Linked DNA regions of Mus musculus: region 1 is linked to region 2. A link is a contact called in public Hi-C data. All regions are on one chromosome and are shown on one strand. The core of a region is the stretch at or near the end of the contact, and the rest is flanking DNA. Distances in the headings are between cores, read along the strand shown. Region 1 overlaps Bbx (bobby sox HMG box containing). Region 2 has its middle 34 kb from the start of 1700026J12Rik.

Evidence for each region. Hi-C and Micro-C count contacts between places; a contact is called where the count stands out from the background.
Region 1: a contact with region 2 is called in a Hi-C map of adipose-derived mesenchymal stem cells, with 2.6 times the contacts expected there. The contact joins two enhancer-like sites. A contact is called at or near these places in 2 of 15 datasets of contacts at CTCF or cohesin (large pre-B cells and pro-B cells), 23 of 484 Hi-C or Micro-C datasets (B cells, the C2C12 cell line, CD4 T cells and 17 more) and 1 of 115 datasets of contacts at active chromatin or transcription factors (astrocytes).

The regions. Positions count from the first base shown.
Region 1 is chr16:50,308,234-50,313,269 of GRCm38.p6, forward strand. The region is part of intron 3 of Bbx (bobby sox HMG box containing); the gene reads right to left. Among named protein-coding and RNA genes, the nearest start is that of Bbx, 120 kb to the right of the region's middle. Within about 2 kb of position 1,423, at least 105 of the 459 cell types and tissues checked have an H3K27ac peak or open chromatin away from gene starts, as enhancers often do. A contact at or near this core is called in the C2C12 cell line, adipose-derived mesenchymal stem cells, embryonic fibroblasts and 1 more, where this site is marked.
Region 2 is chr16:49,287,529-49,292,303 of GRCm38.p6, forward strand. No RefSeq gene overlaps it. Among named protein-coding and RNA genes, the nearest start is that of 1700026J12Rik, 34 kb to the left of the region's middle. Within about 2 kb of position 1,768, at least 83 of the 459 cell types and tissues checked have an H3K27ac peak or open chromatin away from gene starts, as enhancers often do. A contact at or near this core is called in the C2C12 cell line, adipose-derived mesenchymal stem cells, embryonic fibroblasts and 1 more, where this site is marked.

The DNA.
Region 1 (5,036 bases), core at 173-2,672, 1.0 Mb after region 2:
GAAAGACACTCTACTCTGAAAAGTTTTATGGTTCCTGTCACAACTCATTTCTGTGAGGACTTCTGCATTTGTTACTACTGATCCTAGTGTTATAGTTTGCAGAATAATTTCAGCTTAAGGAGTTATTCTTTTAAAAGTGGAACCATTCATTTCATCGGAGGTGGCACTGCAAATCCGATTCTTGGGTACCATCCAACTTACAAAGGGAGAAAACAAGATCCACAGATATCAAAGGTTAACTCAAGTGCACTGAGCTAATTATCGTCAGAGCCAGGGTCTCTTGATCACTCGATTAGATCTCTTTCCCTAAATCACACTGGCTCCTTCTTTTTCAGACAGAAATGAGATGTCTTCATTAATATTGCCTTAAGGAAAGAGAAACCTCCTTAACTGTCTACGCTTTGATTCTACGAGGTCCATATGGGAACTGCTACTTAGGTCGGTCTGAAAGGCAAACGAGAGAGTTAAACTGAGTCCATCTTCTACCATGACATCAGTGGGACTGGGATGAGGCGGCTTCCCAGAACAAACCCATCAGTTTGGGAATCTGTGTTGTTCACCAAATGGGTACAAGGAGACGTTTGTTTTCCGCCAACTTGGTCCACAGCGTTTGCTGAGACTGTGGGGGCAGAGCCACCTCGGTGAGTGCTCAGGATCACAGGCTCACAAAGAGCACGCATGGCCTGGCACTTAGTATTTGAGAAGAGAGTCCTAATTTTCCTCACAGGTGGCATCTTTTCTCTCCCATCATCTCCCAGAGTAGGTGGAGATAGACCACACATTCTTTCTTCTTGGACTGGTTCCTGTCACCATGTGTCTTCCTATCTCTCAGCCTTTGACAGCTGACACTTGTAGCTGACTTTCACATTAGGGTTACGCTTCTCATCGCTGTAATTTTGCACTGTATGTCTTGCTATTCACAGAACCAGATTCTGCACAGTAAATGTACATATGAAGTGAAAGCTATAAATTCAGATGCAAATACTAACCGTAGATAGACGAATGCCTTGGCTATTTCACTTATCTCTAACTTATGGTTCACCTCATCCAGTCCTAGAGGCAGCAGCCCCGCCAATCTAAATAATCCTAAGGCTGGAATTTGGAAAAACTCTCTCCACTAGATTTCAGCTCAGGCTGAACACAATTCGCCTGCATCGGCTTTGAAAGAAGACTGAGGACCATAGTGATAAGACAAATCTCAAAGGGGTCCTTTGTAGGTTACATGCGAACTGCTTTTGAGACTGAGTCTGTAGACATCTTACTTTGGCTCCACCTCTATACAAACTGCTCGGGGAGCCTAAGAAAAGCAGCTTTGAAATGTGCAAGTACACAGATTTTGTACTGCTGCCACGGGCCTGCAGCCGCTGCCAAAGGAACGGGTGAGTCAAAGCAGCTCACACACCGCACTTCTCCATGTCTTCCCTGTACTTGGCAGCAACACACTGGGATCAGTCATCCCGCTGATCATGCAGACTCCAGAGTCATTGCTAGAGCAAATGTTTCCTGTCCAAGAACTTTCAACTGATATAAAAGTTAACATTTCAGGGCAAAGAGGGCCTTTTATGCAATTATGATATACTTGGAATCTGTGATAAATTAAAAGGCCAGTGATACAGTGAGTTCCACACTGCTGGACTAACACCAGGACACCCAGACCCATCTTTCCAGGTCAAAGGTGGTACTGGCACTTACTCAAAGAATAAAGGCACACCAACGCTCAAAGTTTCTAGCACCAGTTGTACAGCCAGAGAGCAGCAGTGTATTCACACAAGATGACTCTTTCCAGGCGCTTGTGACATTTACTTCTAATTTCAAGGAAATTGAGATAAGGTACCAGTAAGCTCTACTTTTCTCATGTAAAACAGATGTAGCATTAATGATTTTTGGGTCTAATTATATGAGACATAAGTATAACTATTTTTCTCTCTAAAACTTTATATTCTGTGATTGTAACACTGTGGTTATCACTGAAATCATACACATGCAACATTAAACAGACTCAGCAGGATGTATTTATATATCTATTATCTACATATCTATATCTATAGATATACACACACGCACACACACAAACAATAGCAATTAAAACAAAGAGGTCGTGAATCTGTGGGTATGGAAGGCAGAAGATAGATGGAAGGAGGAAAAAAAGAAAAAAGAAAATGATTTAATCATATTTTAATTTTGAAATATACATTTAATTTAAAAACTGTGAGAATGCATTTCTCTATTAATATTATCTAATACACTCACAAGGACTGTTTCTACTTAATTTTAACTATACTATGGCTTGAATCTGACCCCAAACTCCATATGTTAGAGGCTTATCCACAGTTCAAGGTTCAGAACTTTTTAAAATGAATTTTTCTGGGGAACTATGTTCTTACTGACTAGATTGAAGCCATTACTGTAGGAGTGCACTCATTACCTTCACAGAGGATTAACGCAATCCATTTGGACAGTCTTTGTTCCTCTCCAGTGCACCTGGTCTTTATACTCTTCCGCCTCAGCTTTCCTTAAGGGGCTGCTCACTGGGAGTTTGACCATGCTCCAGGGAGTATGGACAACACAAACAGAATACTGTTCCCCTCTCCTTCTCCTTCTCCTCCTCCTCTTCCCTGCTCCTCCTCTTCCTCCTCCTCCCTTCTTCTTCCCCCTTTTTCATTCTTCTTCCTTATTGGGGCAGGGGGAGGTCTTAAGGGTGGAGAACAGACCTGGAAAAACTGGGAAGTGTTATTGGGGTTCATGACATGAAATTCCCAAATAATCAAAAAATCTACACACACACATTTGGAAGGAAGGAAGGAAGGAAGGAAGGAAGGAAGGAAGGAAGGAAGGAAGGAAGAAAGAAAGAAAGAAAGAAAGAAAGAAAGAAAGAAAGAAAGAAAGAAAGAAAGAAAAAAAGAAAGAGTGAGCTAATAAGGGCCTTTTTTGGACTCTAGCATCTTCGCCTGAATTTCTCAGGCTTCAGGATCAAGAGAAAAAAAAAAAAAAATCATCTTATACATTTCCCAGACTGTGGCATTCTGTTATTGGGGGGGGGGGGGGGAGGAAAAGAAAAAGCACAAAAACCCTAAATATCCAATTCTTCCCTCAAAATGATCACATAACTACAGACTCAGAATAAACTGTGCAGAATACCTAGCCTGCGTTCCTCACAGAAATAAATTCAGGTCAAAATTAAGACATCTGTTCAAACTGCAGAACAAGCCAAGCCTAAGGGTGCTGCGCTGAGTACAAAGTCATCCAGAGAATTTCTTTTCGTCCATCACTGAGAAAACCATAAAGTTACATTTTAAGGCAACTTAAGTTTGCTATTGTTTAAAAAGTAAATCATTGCCATCTCCCCAGAGGAGTACAAGATCTTCCTTGGTTAAAATCACAAAGTGTTTGAACCCTAAAGTAAATCTGTATCCGTGTTAAACGTCAAAGTGTTTCAACACTAAAGTAAATCTGTATCAGGGCTTGGCCACAAGGTGCTTGCTTATTCCTTCCCCAAAGTCTGGGGAGTTAAAGGCTTGGTCCCAGCTAGGAGTTACAGCCTTTGGAATGTGACTGCATTCTGAGGGCTCTGACTCAGCCAACAGATTAAACTCTTGATGGATTCCAAACATGTGTTAATTCACTCAGGATGATATTTTCTAGTGGATATTTGCCTGCAAAATTTGTGAAGTCATCGTTTTTAATAGCTGAGTAGTATTCCATTGCGTAAATGTACCACATTTTCTGTATAATTTTTCTGTTGGTACACATCTGGTTTGTTTCCAGCTTCTAGCAATTATAAATTATGACACAGTGGAGCACATGTCCTTGTTATATGTTGGATCTTCTTTGGTGTATATGTTCAGCAGTGGTATAGCTGGGTCTTTAGGTAGGACTTTTTCCAGTTTTCTGAAGAATCACCAGATTGATTTCCAGAGTGGTTGTGCCAGCTTGCAATCCCATCAGCAATTCTGATTGATATAAGATAGAATCTTAGGGTCGTTTTGATTTGCATTTCCCTGATGACTAAGCATGTTGAACATTTCTTTAGGTGCTTCTCGGCCATCCAAGATTTCTCAGTTGACAAGTTTCTGTTGAGCTCTGAATCCAAAAGGACATTCATGGAAAGGTAGGGAAAAAAATGGAGCAGAGACTGCAGAAAAGGCTATCCCATATGCAGATATCAAATCCCAACACTATTGCTGATGCCAAGAACTGCTTACAAACGGGAGCCCAGTTGGGTTGTCCTCTGAGAGGCTCTGCCAGCACTTAACCTATACAGATGCAGACACTCAGTCAACCATTGGACTGAGCTTGCGCACCCAGTGGAAGAGATAGGGAAGGACTGAAGGAGTTGAAGGGGATTGCAACCACATAAGAACAACAATGTTAGAACATATAGGGCCTAAACCACCAACCAAAAAAGAATACATGGCTGAGTATACATGGCTCCCGCTACATATGTAGCAGAGGACTGCCTTATCCACCATCAATGGGAGGGGAGGCACTTGGTCCTTTGAGGCTTGTTGCCCCAGTGAAGGGGGATGCTAGAGCCATGAGGCAGAAGTGGGTGAGTGAGTGAGTGAGTGAGTGGGGGCACCCTCTGAGAGGCAAAGGGGAGGGTGAATGGGAGGGGGGGCTTGTGGAGGGGAGACCAGGAAGGACGAAAACATTTGAAATGTAAATAAATAAAATAATCAGTAAAAGAAAACTGCTGTGACTGGGGTATCAGATCTACCTGAAGGAAGTATGCGAATGGGCATTTTCTAAGAGCTATACCTGTCCTGCTTCTCTGGCCTCTTTGCTGCCTGGATGACTTAGGGTAAGCAGATCTGCTGCCTCTTTTCTCTGTCACCAGAATACTTGGATTTGCCCCAGGCCCAAAGCAATTAGAACAAGAGCATATAGCCATAAATGGATTTTTCAAAAGTGAACTATATATCTGAAACTCTGGTCCAAAATAAATCTTTCTTCCTTTTAAGTATTTTCTTCTCAGGAATCTGTCACAATGTATGGACTGTCACATGTAGTACACCCCCATTGCTATGTAAGGCACT
Region 2 (4,775 bases), core at 518-3,017:
TATCAAAATCTAAAATATATATGTGTCTTCCATTCGAAAATATATGACATTGGGGTGGGTAACAAAAACGTGCCACCGCAGCCACAGGGACCAATTGAGAAACATGAATTGGGTACTGACTGCTACATTGAGGAGCTCAAAGTATTCCATGTAGGAACAGAGTACTTCAGGGAAAATTGGGATGGCTCCACAGCAGCACAGCCCTCTTTCACTACAGGTGCTGTCTTTCAGGAGCTACTATTTCAATAGAACTCCAGGATAGCACTCATGACATCTCCCTCTTTAACCTCTTAGTTTGCAGTGCATACATAGAAGTGGGGGAAATATTATCTATGTGATGTGTGATGTTTGAACACTGTCAGGAAACAAGGTAGGAAAGACCGGAGAATGAGAATTTGTGACTGGGCCTCTCAGACTTTCTCAATAGAATTTGACCAATGGAACGAGGCCCCCAGGTCAGTAGGATCTCTCAGCCAAAAAATAAAGAAAAGAAGCTCAGAAAAGGATTCTGTAACTCAGTTTCCTGGTACTTTCAGGGAAGGCTAAAGGCTCACACTGACTTAACCTGAAGGGGAAGAACGGATCCTAAATTAAAATCTCTAAACAAATGTTACTCTTCACTCCTTTTAAACATCCAGGCTGCATGCCCAACTTCAGCTAATTGGGAATTTGGAAGTCAGATTTACAGTGTGAGTTAGCATCAGGTTACTGTGTGTCTTAATTCCAAAATTATTCAGCAGTGCACCATAAAAACGGAATGCTGTTCTGGTACTCAGAGTTAGACAACATTAGACTTTAATGTGACCAATTATAATTCAAGCCAGTTATGTAGGACATTGTGTCTCCATCACAAACCAACCAGTCTTGGATCGGTTCCCAGTTTTCAGTCACTGGATTTCTTTGGCGCAATTGTATTTCCATGTAGTTAATTATAATTCATCAAATCAAATACAATAACAGAACAATCCCTGAGGTTAGAAGTGGCTATGCAGGGACATATCATGGGTAGTTAAGTAACTAAGACAACCTTGTGATAGCCATGCTGGGTAGATTAGAAAAATGGGGCCAAGTATTAGAGATAAATGAGTGATTCATTTAGTAGGATTGGCCTTACAAACAATTACTTAAAGTACTGCAATTCATATAATTTTTAATTAGCTTTTTTTTTTTTTTGGTCCATAATCCTTCCTTACAGAAATGAACTATCAGCCAAAAGGTGAAAGCAATACAAAGTTGCTTCTCCCCTGGGACTAAGAGACTGTGGAGTTCATGGCTTTGAACTCAGGCCAGATGAAAACAGTTCCATAATCAGCATTTATCCCAGAGCCTGGGGTTTATAGACACTGTATATTCCTTCATGGTCACAGCCCCTCTCTATATTTAGATCAGAGACTATTTCACCTTACTGAGGCATCAGTTTACTCAGCTGTCAAATGGGGATACATCAGTCATGCTGTCCATCATCCTCAAATGACACGAGAGCTAAGTGAGAAGATGAATTGAAAAAAAAAAAAAAAGAACCTCAATACCTTATAATGGTAGGTCTGGAATGAAAAACAGAAGACCAGAGTTTCAGGAAAGACGCTGGAGTCTTTTAAGGATTAAAAAGCAAACACATTCCTATTCTAACGTGAAACATAGATGCTTTGTTACATTAGAAGAAGCAGAATGTCTTCTACCTAAGATGACTCACTGCTGCTTGCTTGCTCCAGCAGAAGAACAAAACAGTTTTGAGGCATGGCTTTCAAGCACTGGCAAGATGCCTGTGCACTGGGAAGTGGTGATTCACATAATTGGAATGATCCTCAGTAGACAGAATGTGCAATCTCTGAGGTGTGTGCTGACTTGACCAGAAGCAAAAGGAAAAAGAAATGGAAAAGGGAAAAGGCAGCTTGCATGCCTACAAGACACCAAGAATCACTCCAAGAAAAACACCATGTGGTGGAGATTAAAAGACAAGGCTCGTTTCCTCCTGAGAGTCCACCGGCCAATCGTTGCCTTGCACAGTCCTGTGATGGTTAAGTTTCTTCCAATCAGTATTGAGCCAGGAGTGGAGGCTGAAATCACTGTTGCAGATGCCTAAGTCAACTATTTTAATAAACTGATTGAACCACTTGTAAAAACCACTTAACTAGTATAATACTAGCAAGCTTTTCCTATTATAAAATACCTAAGGTAATCAAAGCACACAGGAGGAGAGTGGGGTGTGTAATTGTCTAATGATTGCAAAGGTTTTAACGTGTAGTTACATGATACTATTTCACGGGACCACAGTACCTTTTTGTACCAATTTTGTGAACCCCCAAAGACCACTAAGGAGCCAACTCTTTATTGGAAACTCAAGCTTGGGCCACACTGCCTTCTCTAATGAAACAGAGCAGAAGGGGGAGCTCCGAGCGCTCAGCAAGACAATGTTTTATAGGAAACGGGAAGCAAGCAAGAGGGATTTCTAGCTGGGCACACATCGGATTGGGGGCTATTATGGGATTTTATTGCCCTTTAACATAATTCGCTGGTGCTAGGGAGCCAAACCATAAACTTAAAACTCCTGTTTCCCTCCTGATTGGTGGTTGTTAGGAAGTGGAGTGCCAGGGGCAGGCTTGGAACCTGGAAACTAGTGCTAGATGATGGCTTGTTGGGGAGTAACCTTGAAACTGGTGCTAGGTTCAGGCTTTTTAGTTAACTATAGTTCGATTTTAGGTCAGGTTCCCTAAGATGGAGTCTAGACCCAAGATCTGATCTCTCACTTCCAAGCAGAAGGAAGTTACAGGGAAGCTATGTTTGCTTCATGCTGTCCAATCAGTTAGGAGAGAGGAAACCTAGGCACTGGGCTCTTTATACAGTGGTTATCAACTTTTGGGTTGAGACCTCCCTTGCCAAACCTCTATCTATCTCCAAAACTATTTACATTACAATTCATAACAGTAGCAAAATTACAGTTATGAAGTAGTAACATGAATAATTTTATGGTTGGGGTGGATCAACCACAACATGAGTAATTGTATTAAAGGGTCCCAGAATTAAGAAGGTTGAGAAGTGTACGGTTCTCTTAATATGTCCTTCAAGGGCTTAACCCCTCCAGCCCTAACTTTCTTCCCCTAGATCCTACACTCCAAGGTTTCCATAATTTCTAAAGGTAACACAGGCTGGCAAGCAAGCTTGTAGCACAGCCTTGTCATCAGATGTCCCCCAAAGGGGGACACTCCATACTCAAATTATAGCATTCAGCACTCCATCCCACAGACTTGTATTCATCTCACAGATAAAAGTCCCTCAGGCCTAAATTATTTTAGCACTGGTTAAAAGTTCAATCTAAAGTCTCTACTTAGTGCTCCAAAGAAGCTCTTCACTGAGAGCTCTGTCAACAATTTTAAAAGTTAAAAAAAACAATAGTTGTATATGTTTAATAACCATTAGCACAGGTTAAACATTCAAGTATGGTATCCTCACCACTTTAAATTAAAATATAATAAACCAAACAAACAAACACCTCATTCCCATTCCAGAACAGAGGATGAGAGACATAAGAAGTAATCATTAGAAAAACACAAGACTGAAACCCAGTACAGCAAACATTGAATCCTCAGTCTTCATAGCTGATGTCTAGGGTACCTTGTCATAGAATATGTGTTTCCAAGCACTTGGGGACACCTCCCATACCGCTTTGTTGGCTGATTAACATGGCTATTCTCAGACTGGATACACTGATTTCGTATAGCTTTCCTTGACATTGTAAGCCTTTCATACCCTCTAATTCTGAAGTCCCCTGTGTTGTCCACACAGCCTCAGTATTAGTCACCTAGCCATGGGATACTTCCAGGAACTCTGAGCACACCACATAGTACATGGTTTCCCAAGCTTTCCTGGGAAATTCCTTGTTGAAACCCTCACTATTCCTGTATTTTGTGTTCTGGGTGGTTGCAAAGGTAGCTTCACATGATGCTAATAAAATCTGTAACCAATGGGAGCTATATATGGGCACAGTTGAACTACAGTTGAAAATATCTTTGAGTGTACTGGTGACTGCCTTTGCAAAACCATATCACCTTAAAATAGTTCACTAGGCCAGCTCATGGAAACAAGTTACCCCAAGACTCTCTTTATAAAGGATGGTGTTTGAAGGGAGTTTATAGGTTTACTGCATTGAATCTGCACTAGGTAGGGTCTCACTGATTCTCTAGATCCACTGAATACATCTTTTCTATCATTCCTGTAGAAACTCTTTCTAACGTCACTATTCTCTTTAGAACATTTTTGGCAGTACCTTCAAACACATTTCCTTTTCAGCTATAGCTCAAATTTTCAGTCTTTCTACTCTGTTCTTTCCTGTTGGTTCTTGAAGTGATTAAGGCCCCCAAAGCACTCAGTAAAAAACAATGGTAGAATCTGAACACTGTCTGGAAATTTCATCAGTTAGGTAAGAAAATCCAATTTGTTTTGGCATCTTTACAAATTTAGTTCAGAAAACCTCTCATGTTGTGGATAACACATAGCCAAGTCATCTAGTAAAGTGTAAAATGGATGGCCTGTAGTCCAGTTCCCTAAAAGGTAATATTGTAATTTGAAAGTCCATCAGTGTAGTCTCTGGTGTCCACATTTCTATGTGAATTCTGGATCCCTGGTGGTTGCCAGAATAACTTACTAATCTCTGCTTATAAATTTGTCAGTGGTAAATAATATGCCAGCATTTTTCAGACTGCTCCTATAAACCAGTTCCAAACATTTCCAAATGGCATTATTAGCTATCCTCACAGCAAGGACCCCACTTTTTGCTA